Linked DNA regions of Sus scrofa: region 1 is linked to region 2. Evidence: chromatin contacts called from public HiChIP or PLAC-seq data. All regions are on one chromosome and are shown on one strand. The core of a region is the stretch at or near the end of the contact, and the rest is flanking DNA. Distances in the headings are between cores, read along the strand shown.

Region 1 (4,579 bases), core at 1,638-4,137, 110 kb after region 2:
TGTCCCCAACACACAGCTTGGGACTCAGAACCATCAGACAATATTCAATGAATCGACAGATCAATGCATAGAGAAACAATAAGGCAAACAACTGAATTAAAACTGATGGTCCAGGAGTTCCTGTTGTGGCACAGTGGTTAATGAATCCAACTAGGAACTGCGAGGTTGTGGGTTGGTCCCTGGCCTTGCTCAGTGGGTTAAGGATCTGGCATTGCCGTGGGCTGTGGTGTAGGTCACAGACGCAGCTCGGATCCCGAGTTGCTATGGCTGTAATGTAGGCTGGTGGCTGCACTCAGGTTGGACCCCTAGCCTGGGAACCTCCATGTGCCGCAGGAAAGGACCTAGAAAAGGCAAGACGACAAAAAATAAAAAAACTGAAGGTCCAACAGGAGTTTAGAAGATTTGTGATGCAGAGGGGGATGGAAAGTCAGGAGTGAGGTGTGTATTGTCAAAGTCTGAAACAATTAGGCACAAGAAGCCTTCTACATTGTAAAGGCAGACAAAAATTGTAGCATCAAAACATGATACAAAACTCAAAAAGTCACAAAAGAAGTAAATTTGACTACACATAAAAATTAAATTTTCTGCAGGGAAAAAGCTAACAAGGTCAAACGGGGGAAATATTTGCATAGTATAACAGAATACTCAATTCCACACTATATAAAAAGCACATACAACTTAATAAGAGATTGAACAGCATAACAACACAACAAAGAGGCAAAGAACTCAATGAGACAGTTGACAGAAATATACAAATGACTTAAGCATTGGAAAAGAGTTCAACATCCACATAGTAAGTAACATGAGCTACCATTTTTACTTAGCAGATTGGTAAATACCAATAAGTTTGGTAACACACTATGTTGGTAAGGGTGCAGGCAAACAGGAAAATCATCTACTGCTGATTAGATAACTGACACTCCTTTGGAGGACAGTTTGGCAAATATCAAATTAAAGATGAACACACTCTCTGACTCAATCTCTTTACTTCTAGGAATTTATCCCACAGAAGTGTTCATGCTTGTATGTCAGCGTGTGTACGTTGGCCTCAACAGCGTTGTGTAAAACAGAGACAGCTGGATGGAGTTTCCTAGTGGCTTGGTCAGTTAAGGATCCGGTTTTGTCACTGCTGTGGTGCCTGTCACTGCTATGGCAATGGTTCAATCCCTGGTCCAAAAACTTTTGCATGCCATGGGCACAGCAGGGAAAAAAAAAAAAAAAAAAAAAAAAAACACCCAAAGGCTAAAAACAAGCTAAATGTCAGTTGAAAAGAAGCTAATTAGTAGATCCAATGGAACATTATACAGCTGTTCAACAATGAGGCTCATTTCTATAGTCTGATATAAAATGATTTACAATGGTAATTTTTTTTTTTTTTTTTTTTTTTTTTTGTCTTTTTGCCATTTCTAGGGTCACTCCCGCGGCATATGGAGGTTCCCAGGCTAGTGGTCGAATCAGAGCTGTAGCCACCGGCCTTCGCCAGAGCCACAGCAACACAGGATCTGCGCCGCGTCTGTGACCTACACCACAGCTCACAGCAACGCCAGATCGTTAACCCACTGAGCAAGGGCAGGGACCAAACCCGCAACCTCATGGTTCCTAGTCAGATTCGTTAACCACTGCGCCACAACGGGAATTCCAGTAAATTTTTTTAAGTAAGGTAATAGAATTATATAGAGTACTCCATTCATGTAGGGGATGGGAAAAGGCAATGAAGGGAAAAAAGAAGGAATAATAAATACTCATGCAGGAAGTTCCTCATGCGGCTCGGATCCCACGTTGCTGCGGCTCTGGCGTATGCTGGCAGCTACAGCTCCGATTCGACCCCTAGCCTGGGAACCTCCATACGCCACAGGAGCGGCCCAAGAAATAGAAAAAAAAAAAAAAGACAAAATAAATAAATAAATACTCATGCATACACAGACTACTTCTAATATAATATACAAGACACTGCTAAGAACAGTCATCTTTAGAAGAGACCATGGTTTTAGTGGACAGGAGCTGAACTTACTTTTTATTGTATGCCTCTTTCTATGGTTTAAAATTTTTCCCTCATGGCAAGTTTACCTTTGCAAAGATAAAACTGTATGAAAAACAAGGAAGGAAGACAGATGACCCTAAAGTACAATTGATTCAGGAGGAAGAGAAACTAGACAGGAGACCCGAGTCACTAAGCTTCAAATAACCAGGCTAGAACTAAAAGGGGCATGATGAGAAAATATCGCTTATACCACAACAGGCACCCTTGTGTACCGAAGCCACGATGAGCAAAGACCCTGGGGCACAAACATGACCCAAAAGCGGAGCACACCATCCACCCTACAAACAGACCCCAAGCAAGCAGGGCATACATTCACAGTCCACAGGCAAGAGAACTTCAACACGAAATTCAAATTCCTAAGACAGTGCTAACACCAAGCCTAGAAATAGAGGTCATGCCCCAGAGAACTCAACTGGTAACAGTCACCCAGTACCGGGAATCTGCCCTCTGGTTCTCAGCAGGCCTGGCAGGTTTTAGAACTTGGAGAATCGGTCCTTCTGGACCACGGGAAAAGGTCGGCCAGAGGGTGACCACAGCCCTGGAGTTGATTTAATAAAGACAAAACAAGAAGTTATAAAGCAAAAGCCTCAGGCTTCTGTGCCAGGTTGTTCCCTGGGTCCCTGTGGCTGACAGCTACAGGTGACAGACTTTGAATGAACTGCCCAGCCAGAGCCTTTTCAGAGCTGCAGCCTTTTTCTCAGAAAAAAGCACTGTTTATCCTTGACATTTAAGTCCCCCGGGTGTTTGGGCGGAGGCCCCTAAGGTCGAGACACATCTCCCCACCTCTGCCCCTCTACTTGGGGCTGGTTTCCCAATGCCTCTTTCAGCATAATTCTAAAATAGAAACCAAGTGACCTAAGCTGTAGTCTATTTCAGAAATTATGTCAAACACATCTGGACAAGAAAATGCTGCCTGGCAAGGGCTTCTCCTTGGCGCTTAGTAAGCTAAAGTGCAGACACTTCTCTGTCCCCTGCCAATTGTGAGCCATCTCTGGAGTCAGCAAGTTTCACAAGAGGCACAAGTATTTTGTAAACATACATTTCAGTGAATAACCTAAAGGAATTTAAATTAGTCATGGCCAAGTAGTAGTCTTAAATATAAGTATTCAAATTCACTAAAGGACGTCTAGTGTCGTCAGCAACCTAGTCAGAGCTCATAAAACACCTTCTGTAGTTCCCTCGACTCTAAAAACCTAAAACTCTCCAACATTTAAGAGTAAAAAGAATCAAATACAGAACACCTAACACACATTAGCATGCTTCTGCATGTTTTTGAAAGTGCTCTCACACATTCTCATACATAGATGGTACATGATTATGGTACCCTCTATACTTCCAAACCAAGGTAGCTGAAACATGTTGAATGGTACATAGAAGTTGCTCAGTAAATAATGGATCAATGAGTAAAATTTATCTTTGAAAAAAACAAGTTTTCCAGAAATATGGGGCAAGAAAGTAAACAAACATCTCAGGCCAATTTTCATGTACACAGATTAAGAAATCCACTCATGGAGTTCCCGTCGTGGCGCAGTGGAAACAAATCCGACTAGGAACCATGAGGTTGGGGGTTCAGTCCCTGTCCTCACCCAGTGGGTTAGGGATCCAGCGTTGCCCTGAGCTGTGGTGTAGGTCACAGATCTGGCATTGCTGTGGCTCTGGCTTAGGCCGGCAGCAATAGCTCTGATTAGACCCCTAGCCTGGGAACCTCCATGTGCCATGGGTGCGGCCCTAAAAAGACAAAAAAAAAAAAAAAAAAAAAAGAAAAGAAAAGAAAAAAGAAATCCACTCACAAATTCATTTATTCAATCCTAGCTCTCCACAACTCACAAACACTTCTCTTAAAAACTGACTGAGCCTTGTTTTTCCCACTGTCACACCAAGTCATTTTCTCTTCAAGTGGAGGATTAATTTTCCCATCATGTTTACTGTACTTCTTTTCTAGAGATTTTCTCTTATTTAAAGTCTAATAAAAGCACAGTATTTAAAAATTTAATTACTCACACACACACACACAGCCCAGCTACTATTACAGCAGAATGACTCTGAATCACAAGTGAATTTGTTACCTGACCATCTGGAGCTAAAAGAGCAACATGTCCCATTGTGGGGATGCTCCCTACGTGTCCCACTGATGCACAACAGAGGATGTGGTTGGGGCCATGCTCAGGGTCTGAGGCCAAGATAGCTTTATCTCCTATGCATTCCTATCCCAAACATTGTGTCCAGCAGAAATGAAATCCAAAAAACATGAACAACAAAGCTGGGGATGAGGGGCATAGAGGTGGATGTGCATGGTTTCAGGTCTCCCATTCTCCAAGTTGCTCATTTTTTCTATTTCTGTACATAAAGACCCACAGATGCCATGTTCCCTTTCTCCTCTTTGCACCTTCTCCCAAATGGGGAAGGCTCAAGAAAGCTGCATAAATTTGCTGAGTTCTTAAGATCCCTTTAGCATCCAAACTTGAACCACCAAACTCAAACAAGCCACTTGTCAATGTTTGGTTTCAAAATTCCAGAGTCTGAGACGACATGTGGTCC
Region 2 (4,201 bases), core at 1,226-3,725:
GCCCAAGTACAGGCATTACCCCCAACACCACCTCCACTGCCTTGATGGTTATAACTGGTCCAGTCAGAACAAAATTCAGGTCTTTTATTTTTTTTTTTCCACGTCTTTTATTTGCTGATTATGGATGTGAACAAAGAAGCAAGCAGCCTGGCTGCTGGCATCCATGAAGAAATCTAAGGAAATCTCAAGAAACATGTCTGCAACTTGAGAAGTGGGCCTCCCAACCACCCCAAGATTGAATCAATGAGTTATCTTCACTGTCTAAGCTAACTCTGGTTTTCTTTTATCCAAAGCATCATAACACATGCCCACTCCTGCCTTTCAAGCTGACCTTTCCCTATTCTCTTAGCACATAAAAAGATCTACTATTCCAAGAATCTGCATGCTGTCCCCCTACATATCTCATGCACTCCCACCTCCACACCTATGTGTGTCATTATCCTGCCTAAAATGTTCTTCTCTTGATCTCTTTAATGCAAATCTTGTCTGGTCTTCTAGACTCAGGCTGGAGTCCATATCCTAAGCTTGTATTTTTTGTGATCCTTCCACAGAGTCTCAGACTGGAAATCAAGCTCTCTATATACTTCTGCAACCTTCTAAACAGCCCTTTGCACAATGTCTTCTGGTGACACAAGACAATAAATCTCTTTAGGCAAATTCAAAATGTGATTTAAACCTCCTGCTCCCTGCCAGTCATACCTTCTTATTTCACAAGGCAATGTACAAGATAGAAAGGCATTTCAGATGCAACAGATTTCAACATTACACAGTTGGCCATGGTCCTGGCACATTTCACAACCAGACTGGCAGCAACAACTGGAGGAAGATCAGAAATTCATCAGGCTGCCCTCCCATATGCAGATCACTGAAGTCCTTCCAGGGAAGGTGCAGACTAACTCTGAGGTTGAAAAAGTAAAGTCCCCGACTTTCGCAAACATCTGTATAAAATCATCCTAAGGGCAACACCAGAGTAGAAAACAGGAAAGCACAGGCCACGGCATTCACAGAACAATAGGCTCCAATCACCTCCCAAGCTTTTTACATCCCCTTTCATGCTTGCAGGCCCAAGTCCCTGTAGAGCACCATACATCTGTAAGATTTTAAGGAGGGACATGAAATAAACAGAGCCTGAGATTTGATTTCTCCCCACCACAGAGATAATTGGGAAATAATGAGTAAAGTTGAAGAATGATGTCAGGACCCATTTCCATTGAAGATGGCAACAAGAACATGAGAACCTTTGCGTGTTCATATGCAAGCAGCAAAGATGCTGATATAGCTATTGGATTGATGTTATCCTGGCCACTCATGGTCAACCCTTTGGTGTGTGGCATGTCAGGTCTCCTACCTGCCCAAGGATTTTGATGTCCCATTTGTGGTCTATATTAATAGCATCTGAACATGTTTTCAACAGGTTACAGAAATAGAGGGGTTGTCTGACAAAATTTATACCACCACTATAAATGAACTTGAGAGTAAAGCAATATCTTTCCAATGTGTATATACCTACAATGATTGAGAGCTTAGTAAACAGTTAACCCTCCTCTCCTAGAGACCAGCAATTTCTTTGATCAATGGACAGAGTTATCTGTTCAATACTGTTGCTTCATCCTCTTTCTCCCCCAATTAACACTGCTTTCTCTTCTTGGGTTTTAAATGGGTTCTGAAGAGGTTCCCAGATTGTCTGCAGGTGCCAGTAAATGAAATGCAATATTACAGATCAAAGGCTTATCAACTGAAACATTCCATGTCTTTCATAGTCTCTGCATATCACAATAATTACCACAAGGAATTTAGTTCTACTAGTTGCTCAAGTCTATAAATGCTTCCAAAATTGTACTTTATTGTCAGCCACGTGGCTACTGGAGATGGATCTCAAAGTGCTTCCTGTTCTAATGGGCCCTGTCTTGGCTCTGTAGCCAGTAACCAACCTGGTTTTGCCTTTCTACCTGCACTGTCCATTGTACCGAGATGGCTTGGTGAACCATCATCGCTGGCCTAGACCCTCGCTGGATCTGTATGCTAAGAAGGGCCTTCTCTCCTGTTCCTGGGACTGGACAGAAAGAGTAAACCTCAGAACAAAGGGAAGTTAGGAAACCTGCCTCCTGAAAAGCAAGTCTGGAACACCACATTTTCTGCTTCTCCTTTCAAAAACGTCTCACAAGTTCACAACTGTGGAATGAAACATGTAATAACCAAAATTAACATGGCAAAAACAGAAGGTTGAATCCAACAGCTGTTGTTTCATTAAGAGGAAAACAACAACCAATCATCACTACAAAAATCTCTGTCCACACTTTTAAATCCATTCCCTGAATTCAGCAGAGGCAGATCAGCCATGTCCCAACTCAACTCTCTGGCTTTGTGCTAAAGGGGAAGTCCCCATCAAGAATCTCTGTCAGTAAAGCCATGTGGTTTTCAGCAACTGCTTTTCTTTGTCACCAGCAGGTCATGAGAGCCCCTTCACAGATGCAGGAGGCTGAAGTCAGTGCCTATTTCCCTCCCCACAACATCTGCCAAACAGACCAGCCACACTCCTATCAGAGGACCTGCTCTTGCCTTAAGAAGCAAAAGGACTATTCCCCTCTCATCAAGTTTCCAGTCCTTCAGAATGTTCCAGCCTGACCTGAAGTCCTACATGCCTGGTTCTACTACCTCACAGAACCAGCAGAATACAGAAAGGAAACATCCAAAGACCTGTGACTCACAGAGATAGCCAGGTCCTGCCCTGGTGCTCTTTCCAAAGCATGTTCAAAGAACTGACAGGATTAGTCTGGGACACAAACATCCTCGGCTTCGAGCTGCTATTCTGGGTACCCATTTATTTATTTATATTATTTATCAAGTGCCCAGTTGGAACAAGGTACTGTCAACACACGCCACCCAGGCTAGGCTTGCACAGGGTCACCAGTGCATGCAGAGTGGTATGAAGTTCAGGCCTCTGTCCAAGAACAATTGTTCCTCATTGATTTAGATGAGCATATAAGGATATGCAAATTTATCAAAGATTTTCAGCCTCTGCTATGCCTGGAAAACTTGGTAAATAACACATCTATACACATGGATACGATATACCATGCAGATGCAGGGTTAAAATGGGGTTTCCTCACTGGAAATATTTCCTACCTTATTAACCTACCTTTTCCCCACTATTTCTTTCCTAGTCTACAGAAGGTTGACTTGCCCCCCAATGCCTTAATCATTATCACAACATGCAATTTATGAAAAAAAAGCAAAGAAATGTACTGTTTTTCATTCCCTATTTTTCATTCCCTTTGTCAATAGAAGAAAAATCATAATACACATATCAAACTGTTCCTTGGGGTCACCCCCAAATGTTCATTGACTTAGGCTATTGATGCCATGACTATGTTGCCCTGAAAAGCAACAAGGCAAACCAGAACAAAGCTAACTTACCATGAAACCGTTTCTTTGGTTCCATTACAAGTCACCGTGCAAAGAGCACAGTGATTTTTTTTTTCGTAACTCTACTCAAACTTGTTTTGAAAAGGTTTTTCTCCCCAGAAGAGGAGCCAATCAGAGGGTGGAAGGCGAAAAGACAATGTGTAGGATGGCTGGGTGGCATATCAGTTAGGAATGGTTGCTCTAGTAAATGAAAAATGTCCCAAAGCAGATCAGAGCCTAGAATCTTTGCAAGGCTATGGAACTCATGTCTATCCTTTTCAGAAAGATAGGATCCTTCCTGTCCACACTGTGGGCTTTTTTTCCCAGGCATCTGATGACAAGCTGTTCTAGAAAGACCTGATAAACCTCACTCCTTCCTTTTCGGTTAGCATGATGTAGAATCTTTTGGAATGACCCATGAAAAGATGGCTGAGGATAGAGATGTCCCACAGGAGGCACAGACTACCAGTCCTGCGAGTGTAGAGAAAGGGGCACTCTGAGCTCGAGGAGGTCAAAGGAACCAGGCAAGAGGTTCAGAGCTGGCCTTGGACCACCCTGTGCACATCTATTACAGGTACTAAGACCCTCCCAAAATATTCTTCAAGGTCTGCAGAAACAAGGAACATTATTTTTCCAACTTCCAGGTATGTAATATAGTACTGACTATATTCACCATGTTGTACATCAGATCCCGAAGACGGACTTACCTTGTAACTGAAAGTATGCACCCTCTGACCCTTCGACCAACATCTTCCCATTTCTCCCACCTGCCAGTCCCTGATACCCACCATTTGAC

The links. HiChIP or PLAC-seq counts read pairs in DNA pulled down with a chosen protein or histone mark.
Region 1: a contact with region 2 is called in an H3K27ac HiChIP or PLAC-seq map of skeletal muscle. The contact joins two enhancer-like sites. A contact is called at or near these places in 1 of 5 promoter capture datasets (liver), 5 of 47 Hi-C or Micro-C datasets (liver and skeletal muscle) and 1 of 2 datasets of contacts at active chromatin or transcription factors (skeletal muscle).

Annotation. Positions count from the first base shown.
Region 1 is chr1:109,625,279-109,629,857 of Sscrofa11.1, forward strand. All of the region lies in intron 1 of TLN2 (talin-2), which reads right to left. Among named protein-coding and RNA genes, the nearest start is that of TLN2, 53 kb to the right of the region's middle. Within about 2 kb of position 2,888, at least 19 of the 83 cell types and tissues checked have an H3K27ac peak or open chromatin away from gene starts, as enhancers often do. A contact at or near this core is called in skeletal muscle, where this site is marked.
Region 2 is chr1:109,512,621-109,516,821 of Sscrofa11.1, forward strand. All of the region lies in intron 2 of TLN2 (talin-2), which reads right to left. Among named protein-coding and RNA genes, the nearest start is that of TLN2, 170 kb to the right of the region's middle. Within about 2 kb of position 2,476, at least 8 of the 83 cell types and tissues checked have an H3K27ac peak or open chromatin away from gene starts, as enhancers often do. A contact at or near this core is called in skeletal muscle, where this site is marked.